Linked DNA regions of Sus scrofa: region 2 is linked to region 1. A link is a contact called in public HiChIP or PLAC-seq data. All regions are on one chromosome and are shown on one strand. The core of a region is the stretch at or near the end of the contact, and the rest is flanking DNA. Distances in the headings are between cores, read along the strand shown.

Evidence for each region. HiChIP or PLAC-seq counts read pairs in DNA pulled down with a chosen protein or histone mark.
Region 2: a contact with region 1 is called in an H3K27ac HiChIP or PLAC-seq map of alveolar macrophages. The contact joins two enhancer-like sites. A contact is called at or near these places in 1 of 47 Hi-C or Micro-C datasets (epiblast stem cells) and 1 of 2 datasets of contacts at active chromatin or transcription factors (alveolar macrophages).

The regions. Positions count from the first base shown.
Region 1 is chr9:89,260,028-89,264,163 of Sscrofa11.1, reverse strand. The region is part of intron 1 of MACC1 (metastasis-associated in colon cancer protein 1); the gene reads left to right. It also overlaps the pseudogene LOC110255483. Among named protein-coding and RNA genes, the nearest start is that of MACC1, 80 kb to the left of the region's middle. Within about 2 kb of position 2,268, at least 17 of the 83 cell types and tissues checked have an H3K27ac peak or open chromatin away from gene starts, as enhancers often do. A contact at or near this core is called in alveolar macrophages, where this site is marked.
Region 2 is chr9:89,504,578-89,509,103 of Sscrofa11.1, reverse strand. No RefSeq gene overlaps it. Among named protein-coding and RNA genes, the nearest start is that of ABCB5, 110 kb to the left of the region's middle. Within about 2 kb of position 2,458, at least 5 of the 83 cell types and tissues checked have an H3K27ac peak or open chromatin away from gene starts, as enhancers often do. A contact at or near this core is called in alveolar macrophages, where this site is marked.

The sequences.
Region 1 (4,136 bases), core at 1,019-3,518:
ATTCTGCAACCAGATACTATATTTGGAAGGATAATGGAAAAAATTTAAAGCATGAGAGAGTCTTTAAAGTTATCTGTGGCATAGCATGTTAAGGATCCAGCACTATCACTGCAGTAGCTCTGGCTACTACTGTGGCATGGGTTTGATCCCTGGCCTAGGAACTTCCACATGCCATGGACACAGCCAAAAAAAAAGAGAGAAACTCTTATATACAAGATAAAAATGTATATTCTGACTTTTGTGATAAGGGACTCCTAGAGTAGAAATAACATATATATTAGTTATAAAACTAAATTTCATTTTTGATATTTGAATGTATATTTGTTTAATTCATACTTGTCCAATAGGCAAGAAAGCTGTAAAGTTGGGTAAGCACTTTTAGGATAGAATTCATTTGTCTTAGAGCAAGAATTTTGAAATATGAAATGTTAACCAAAAACAAGAAATTCTGTAAGTGATTTATTTTGTTTCTTCCTTGAAAGTTGAAAATTATCTTGTGTGTCAGGGTAGTTGAGGCCCAAGTTTTCAAAGAGAGATTAGCATCTTTTTATAGACAGCATATCAGCTTATGGGAATCAAAGTGAGAAGATTCTGATGCCAACATTTTAGTATGTGCAAGCACCTTAAGAAATTTTACACTTGTGAAATCTAGAGCTCATCTCTGAACAGTCTTAGAGGGATTTACATATTATTCATGGAGGCCTTTTTGTAATAATCCTTGTGACAGTGATGGACTCTTTTCTAGCCATCCTGCCACAGTCTCCTGAGTGGTTATAGACAAGAAGCCAAGAGTGATTTTAAGCATAATACATGGATGGCCACAGGACTGGATATAACAGGAGGAATCAGGAATGGAGGTCTAGTTAGATGTGGAGGGTCTGGAATAAACAAACTTAAGCAGGCAGGCAAGGTGAAGTCCAGAATCTATTCTGAGACAAGAAGAAGTTGCCAAGAATGAGGGAAACCTATCCTTCAATAGGTCCAGATCTAGGTAGGGGTATGGATAGTGAGAGTTGACTTAATTTTTTTTTTTTTTTTGTCTTTTGTCTTTTTAGGGCTGCACCCACAGCATATGGAGGTTCCCAAACTAGGGGTCTATTCGGAGCTGTAGCTGCCGGCCTACGCCACAGCCACAGCAATGCCAGATCCAAGTTGTGTTTGCGACCCACACCACAGCTCATGGCAATGCCGTATCCTCAACCCACTATATGAGGGCAGGGATCAAACCCGCAACATCATGGTTCCTAGTCAGATTCATTTCCGCTGTGACATGATGGGAACTCCAACTTAATTTAATATCAAGCAAAAAGCTGTGGGAAACAGTGAACCATAATTTTCTTCTTGCTCAGCTATGATGGAATGAGTGTATATGGGTGAGAGGAAAAAATATCAGAAATGAGGCATAAAAATGGAGCAACTTGTGACATGGTGAATGGTTTCTTGTTTTTTCTCACAGTGCTATGTCTGGAGGCATGTCTAGAACCATTGCTGGTAAGATAGACCTCCTTACTGATATTCAGGACCAATATGACCCACTAGCAAGATAAATCTGTATAATTCTTACCCTTACATACCCAGAATATTGACCAATTCACGTGCTGCATCCATTCCCAGTACTGGTTAATAAATAGACTTCTGCTTATTTGCTGTGCCTGAAGCTCTTTACTGATAACTGCCATCTTCTAGTGCCAGGATTCTATTTTTTTCTTACTAGAACTCTCCCCAGTAACTTCAGCCTGGCCCTCAAAGTGATTTGATCTTTGTATTGATAGTGACAGTGTTGGCATGCCCTCTTACCTAATGCTCCCAAACTCATAGGGATTATGGCATTCACATGAGATTTTATTTGGGAGGACTGGAAAGCAAATTCATTGTATAAACTTGTTAATTGCATATCTGATGTTAACAGACAACAATAATAACCTTAAAAAAATTCTGTAACAGCTCATAAAAAACTGAGTATTCAAGAGGTAAACATATTAAGGTCACCAAGTAAGTCAATGACTGAATAGCAATTAGTTCAAACTCTTAACTTCTCAGAGTTTTAAGGCATCTCTTTGTTTTTTCTCAGAATGACACTTTTCTTAAAAAATAAATGTTTCTTGGCTACTCCTAACCCTCTTTCCTAATTGTGAAAGAAAAGGCAACAGGAAGTCGCAGAGCTAACTACTTCTCTCTGTGCCAACTCTCTCAGACCACACAGAAGCAAAAGCTAGATGAATTGGCTGTGATATCAGACCTGAGGAGAGATTTGGCAATGGGACAAGTGAAAGGGAAGCTGACTGTGGTGTTGCTAGGCCACAAAGGAGTGGTTACAGGCAGTGGTAGTAAACTGCCTACACCCTGGGTGGGAGCAGCTGGGTAGGGAATTTGACCCAGCAAAGGGAGAGAGAACAAGTTGGCATTCATAATAAAATGGAAGTTGGCATTTTAGAGAGATATTGAGACCACAAAGATTGCTTGTGGTTGAGGAGGGTATAGTGCAAGCTGAATGCTTGTGATCTATTGTAGGTTGCTTTAAATACTTGATATTACTACTTTCTAGGACTACAGCCATGTAAAATAATGGTATCAGCATATTTTGTTGGGATCAAGTCCTAACTTAAATACAAAAAAAAAAACCATAAAAAAAAAAAAAAGAACTAGGAGTTCCTGTCATGGCTCAGGGGTTAACGAATCCAACTAGGAACCATGAGATTATGGGCTCGATCCCTGGCCTCGCTCAGTGGGTTAAGGATCCAGCGTTGCCGTGAGCTGTGGTGTAGGTCGCAGACAAGGCTCAGATCTGGCGTTGCTGTGGCCACAGCTCCAATTAGACCCCTGACCTGGGAACCTCCATATGCCACAGGAGCAGCCCTAGAAAAGGCAAAAAGACCAAAAAAAAAAAAAAAAAAAAAAAAAAAAAGAAAAAAAAGAAAAAGAACTAGATGCAAAGATACCTTCCAGAATAATACTTCTTTATATTGTGGCTAACTTTGAAAAAATTAGATTTATTTTAAAAAATTACATTAAAGCACTTTAATATGTTGAGTTAGAATGATTCTATAAAGCCATAGCATTATCGCTATGGCCATTAGAAGTAAACTTAAAATAAGTAAAACAATTTATAACCCTATACATTCTGTGAAATAGGAATAACAATATTAGCTAAATTTTACTGAACACTTACTGTGATCCAGGCACTATGTTTGGTGCTTTACATTTATGTTCTTTTTAAAGTTCAAAACAAATCTGAGCAAGGTACCCTTTTTACTATTACTTAGAGAACAAAATGGAGGCATAAAGAAGCTAAGACAACTTGTTTGTAGTCACGCATATATAGGCACACCTTGTTTTATTGCACTTCACTTTATTGCGCTTCACAGATGCTCCTTACAAGCTGAAGGATTGTAGCAACCCTGTATCAAGCAAGTCTCTGGCATCATTTTTCTGACTGCATGTGCTCATTTCATGCCTCTGTGTCACATTTTAGTAATTCTTCCCATATTTCAAATTTTTTGTTATTTTTATATGTTATGGTGATTTGTGATCAGTGATTTTTAATGTTACTGTTAGAAGAAGATTACAACTTGCTCAGATAGTGGTTAACATTTTTTAGCAATAAAGTATTTTTAATTAAAGTATGTTTTTTATAATAATGCTAATGCACACTCAGTAGAACACAGTATCGTGTAATATAACTTTTATAATTTTTTGGAAAACAGAAAATTTGCACGACCCATTCTATTGAAATATTCACTTTATTGCAGTGGTCTATAACCAAATCGTCACTATCTCCAAGGTTCGCCTATTGTTTGAACCAGGTTTGGAATTCAGATCCATGTGTGACTCTATTGCCAGTCAGTATTTTAAGCTGGGAGTCTCAGTTGCTAATCTAGTCCTCTTCAAAACAAACTGTTTCCTGAATACAAATTAGAATCACAATGGTATATCACTACATACTTGCTGAAATGGCTAAAATTTAAAAAGACCAACATACCAAATGTGACCAAGATATGGTACAATTGAAACTCTCATACACTGATGGTGTACTGTACAAAGGTACAACTTATTTGGAGAACCATTCAACAGTTTCTTATACAATTATGCAATGAAATGAAAATGTACCTGTATACAATGTTAATATCAGCTCTATT
Region 2 (4,526 bases), core at 1,209-3,708, 240 kb before region 1:
TCTCCAAATTTATATGTTGAATTTCAGACCTCCAATGTGATGGTATTAGGAGGTAGGGTCCTTGGGGTGTGATTACATCGTGAGAGTAAAAGCTTCGTGAATGAGATTAGACCCTTTCTATGAAGATATTGGAGAGATTTTTTTTCTCTCTCTCTCTCTCTGTTCTGTGAAGATACAATGAAAAGATGGTCATCTATAAACCAGTGAGATGGCCTTCACGAAGAATCCAGGGTGCTGACATTCTGATCTAGGTCTTCTAGTCCCCAGAACTGTGAGAAACAATTGTTTGTTGTTTAATACACCCAGTTTATGGTATTTTAGTTACAGGTACGAAAACTAAGATAAAAGATATTTAAATAGGAGGAAAGCAATGACATAAACCTCAGTTTTTAAACATTAATTTTTAGCATATACATTTATTTAAACAATGGAATTCTCAGTAGTGAAACTGTAAATCTTGTTAGAGTAATGACTTTGACATCTGTTAAATAAATACCAAAAGGAGTGTGAATTTCCATTTTCTTCCCAAAGGGGAAATTAAATACTCTGGTGTGAAGAAGCAGCTGCATTTCTTGCTACAAATGGACATAGGACTGTGTGCATTATAGCCTGTCTTAATTCGTCTTATTTCGTAGTTAGCTATATCCATGTAAGTCTTCCTCCCTAGATCATAAGCCCTTTAAAAGCAAAGAGTACTTTTCTTCGTAATTATATACTTGATATTACCTAGTACAGTGCCACATACAAAGAATGAGATCAGTGAGTAAACTGAAATTATGCATTTTGTTTCTCGGGTCTTAGCTCATAGCACTTGTAACAGTTATAATTGCCATATCAAATGTGAGGATTGCTGTTTAGTGCCTAATCACCCGGTGGACTGAGAACTTCGTTAGGGTTCAAATGATGTTTTTCTAGCTCAAAACTTTATTCCCAGGATGAGCACAGTGCTGGAGTATTGTTGCTGCCCAGTGAGTATTTCTACATTATTGAATGCCTGAAAGAATAAAGCACAACTTCAGTTTGTCATCCATTTCAGAGAAGGAAGGGCCCAAAAGGTCTCTCTCTCTCCACAGATAGAAAACCTCATCCTACAACCTTTCCTTCAGAGTGACAGTGTTGGCTGCCATATCTTTCTGTTTGTTATTTGATAGCTGAATTCCGGAAAGTTTGAGGATTTAGTTCTTCTTAGGCCTTTGAGAGGTAAAAAGTAGGGTTGCCTGGTAAAATACAGGATACCCAGTGAAATTTGAATTTTGGAAAAAATAGTGAGTAAGTATATGAAGAGGTATAATTATGTTCCATTTAAAATTTTTTTAAATTGTACTTATCTGAAATTCAAATTTCACTACATGTCCTATATTTTACTTTCCTAACTTAGTGTAAAGCTATTTTGTTTATAGAGCTAGGAAGGCTTTGTCTGTCCTGGAAGGTTACTTCTGAGTTCAAGGCCTTGTTCCTGATTAGGAGGCCTGCTCCCTTCACATAGGATCGTAGTATGCAGTGCAAAATCATGGAGCAAGAGAAGTTGACCCTCACAGTCTCTAGTTACCTTCCTTCTAGCTCCTTTTCTTGGAGGAAAAGGAAGAGACCTTACTTTCATTTTTTTTGCTTCTTGGAAATACTGTTCTTATAACATATTACCTCATAAAGTCATTCCTACTGGAATGTAAATGACTGATAAGGTTAATGTATTATTTCCATCAGGGAAAGTCATATTGTAAATATGTACCATCCAAATAATTAATACAAATTAATTTTGAATTGAGGAAGTTTAGAATTTCTTTATTATTGGAGGTTGTATTAGAGGTAAAATATTGTTCTCTTGAAATTAAGCATTTAGTGTTTGACAACTGTAGCCTCTTTAGGCACATACATATAAATTTGGGGTTCAGGCTCCAGAATCCTGGGGGATTGTTAGGGAAAGATGTTATCTCTAAATTAATGCAAGCTCTTAATCCTGTGACTACAGAGGAAAACAAGATTATAAACACTTTTATGAGTGGGCTTCTTTTTGTTAGTGTTCCTCTGCTAAACATTCTCACATGTCAATCTTGGAAAAAGTCCTGTGAAGTGAACGATATTATGTTCAGGTTTTACATGAAGCAATAGAAGTTCAGAGAGGTTAAGTGACTTGCCCCAAGCCAGAGAGATGGTAAATGACAGAGCTGTGACTCAAACTCAGGGTTTTTTGACTTCAAGGCTAGTGATTTTTCTGTCACAATACAGTGATCATGCACTCCCACAGCCCCTTTTTTGGAAGCTCCAGGATCCTCCTGAAGCTATTTAGAATGTGGGCCTAGGGTGTGGTTTTTGGGTACTAAATGCCCTGTGGTTAAATGACTTTTGATTGCAAAGTTTTGGGAACAAGTAATAATGCCAGATTACTAATGTCAGAGATGGAAAAATGATTCAGACTTGCATGCTGTTGGGCAACTAAATTTCATTGCAAGATTTTCTGTTCAAGAAATTGGAATCTCCTTTATCCATGAGTAAAGCCACGATGTAGGGTAGAGGGATCTTGACACCATCATTAAGATCCATTTCCAAGCAATCAGGCATTAAAGGGGAAGTGAAGGAAAATTGTGATGTAAGAAAACTTCGTCTTTACTGCCCTTTCAATGACCTTTTAAGGCAACTTTTTTATTCTTCCTTAGCCCAAAAGAGATTGGCTAACAGTTTAGAAAAAATCTGAAAAGCCTCTAGGCAATATTACAAAGCCACAGTCATCAAGACAGTGTGGTACTGGTACCAAAACAGACAGACAGACCAATGGAACAGAATAGAGAACCCAGAAATAAACACACACTTATGGTCAATTAATCTTCAACAAAGGAGGCAAGAATATAAAATGGGGAAAAGACAGTCTTTTCAGCAAATGGTACCAGGAAACCTGGACAGCCACATGTAAATCAATAAAAATGGAACACACCCTCACACCATGCACAAAAAATAAACTCTAAATGGCTTAAAGACTTAAATGTAAGACAAGAAACCATCAAACTCCTAGAAGAGAAAATAGGCAAAACATTCTCTGACATCAACCTTACAAATGTTTTCTTAGGTCAGACTCCCAAGGCAGCAGGAATAAAAGTAAAAATAAACCAATGGGACCTAATCAAAGTGACAAGCTTTTGCACAGCAAAGGAAACCATAAAAGACAACCTATGGAATGGGAGAAAACAATTTCAAATGATGCAACCAACAAGGGCTTAATCTCTAAAATATACAAACAAATTATACAACTCAAGAGCAAAAAAACCCCAATAATCCAACTGAAAAATAGGCAAAAGACCTGAACAGACATTTCTCCAAAGGAGATATACAGATGGCCAACAAGCACATGAAAAAATGCTCCACATCCCTGATTATTACAGAAATGCAAATCAAAACTGCTATGCAGTACCACATCACACCTGTCAGAATGGCCATCATTAGCAAATTAAGAAATAACAAGTGGTAGAGAGGGTATGGAGAAAAGGGTACCCTCCTACACTGTTGGTGGGAATGTAAATTGGCACAACCACTGTGGAGAACAGTACGGAGGTACCTCAAAAACTGAATATAGAATTGCCATATGATCCAGTAATTCCACTTCTGGGCGTATATCCAGACAACATATTCATTCAAAAACATACATGCACCCCTCTGTTCAGAGCAGCACTATTCACAATAGCCAAGACATGGAACAACCTAAATGTCCATTGACAGATGAATGGATTAAGAAGATGGATGTGGTACATACCCACAATGTAATATTACTCAGCCATAAAAAGTACAAAATAATGTCCTTTGCAGCAACATAGATGGAATTAGAGGCTTTCATACTAAGTGAAGTAGGTCAGAAAGAGAAAACCAAATATCATATAGTACCACTTATATGTGGAATCTAAAATGTGGCACAGATGATTCTATCTACAAAACAGAAACAGACTGTGGACATGGAAAGCAGACTTGTGGTTTCCAGTGGGGAAAGGGAGGGAGTGGGATGAGTGGGGATTCGGGGGTTAGTGAATGCAAACTGTTACATTTGGAATGGGTGAGCAATGAGGTCCTACTGTACAGCACAGGGAACTGTGTGATTAGGTCACCTTGCTGTACAACAGAGATGGAAGAATCATTGTAAATCAACTATCCTTTTATTAAAAAAAAAAGAAAGAAAAAACAATTCTACAAATGCAAATAAAAGCAATGTTCCAGGAGAAAGGAGATGCATTTAATGTATTTGGGAGGCTCTTCTAAAAATCAGATGAGCAATGATGACTCCTAGACCAGAGTAGTATCACTTGAAGTTGTCATAGATCCTGAATTTGTTTTGTAGAGCCATAGCATCTCTTAATGGATTGAATGGGAAAGAATAAAAGAGAAATCAAGAGCAACTACATATTTCTTCCTTGACTAACTCAACAAAAGTATTGCAGTGAGATGGGGAAGTCTGTGGAGGATTGGGATTTTGAAGGAAGGATTTGAGGAATAAGGAGTTTAGTTTTAGTCATGTAAGTTTGAGGTGGTTATTAAAATATTAGCAG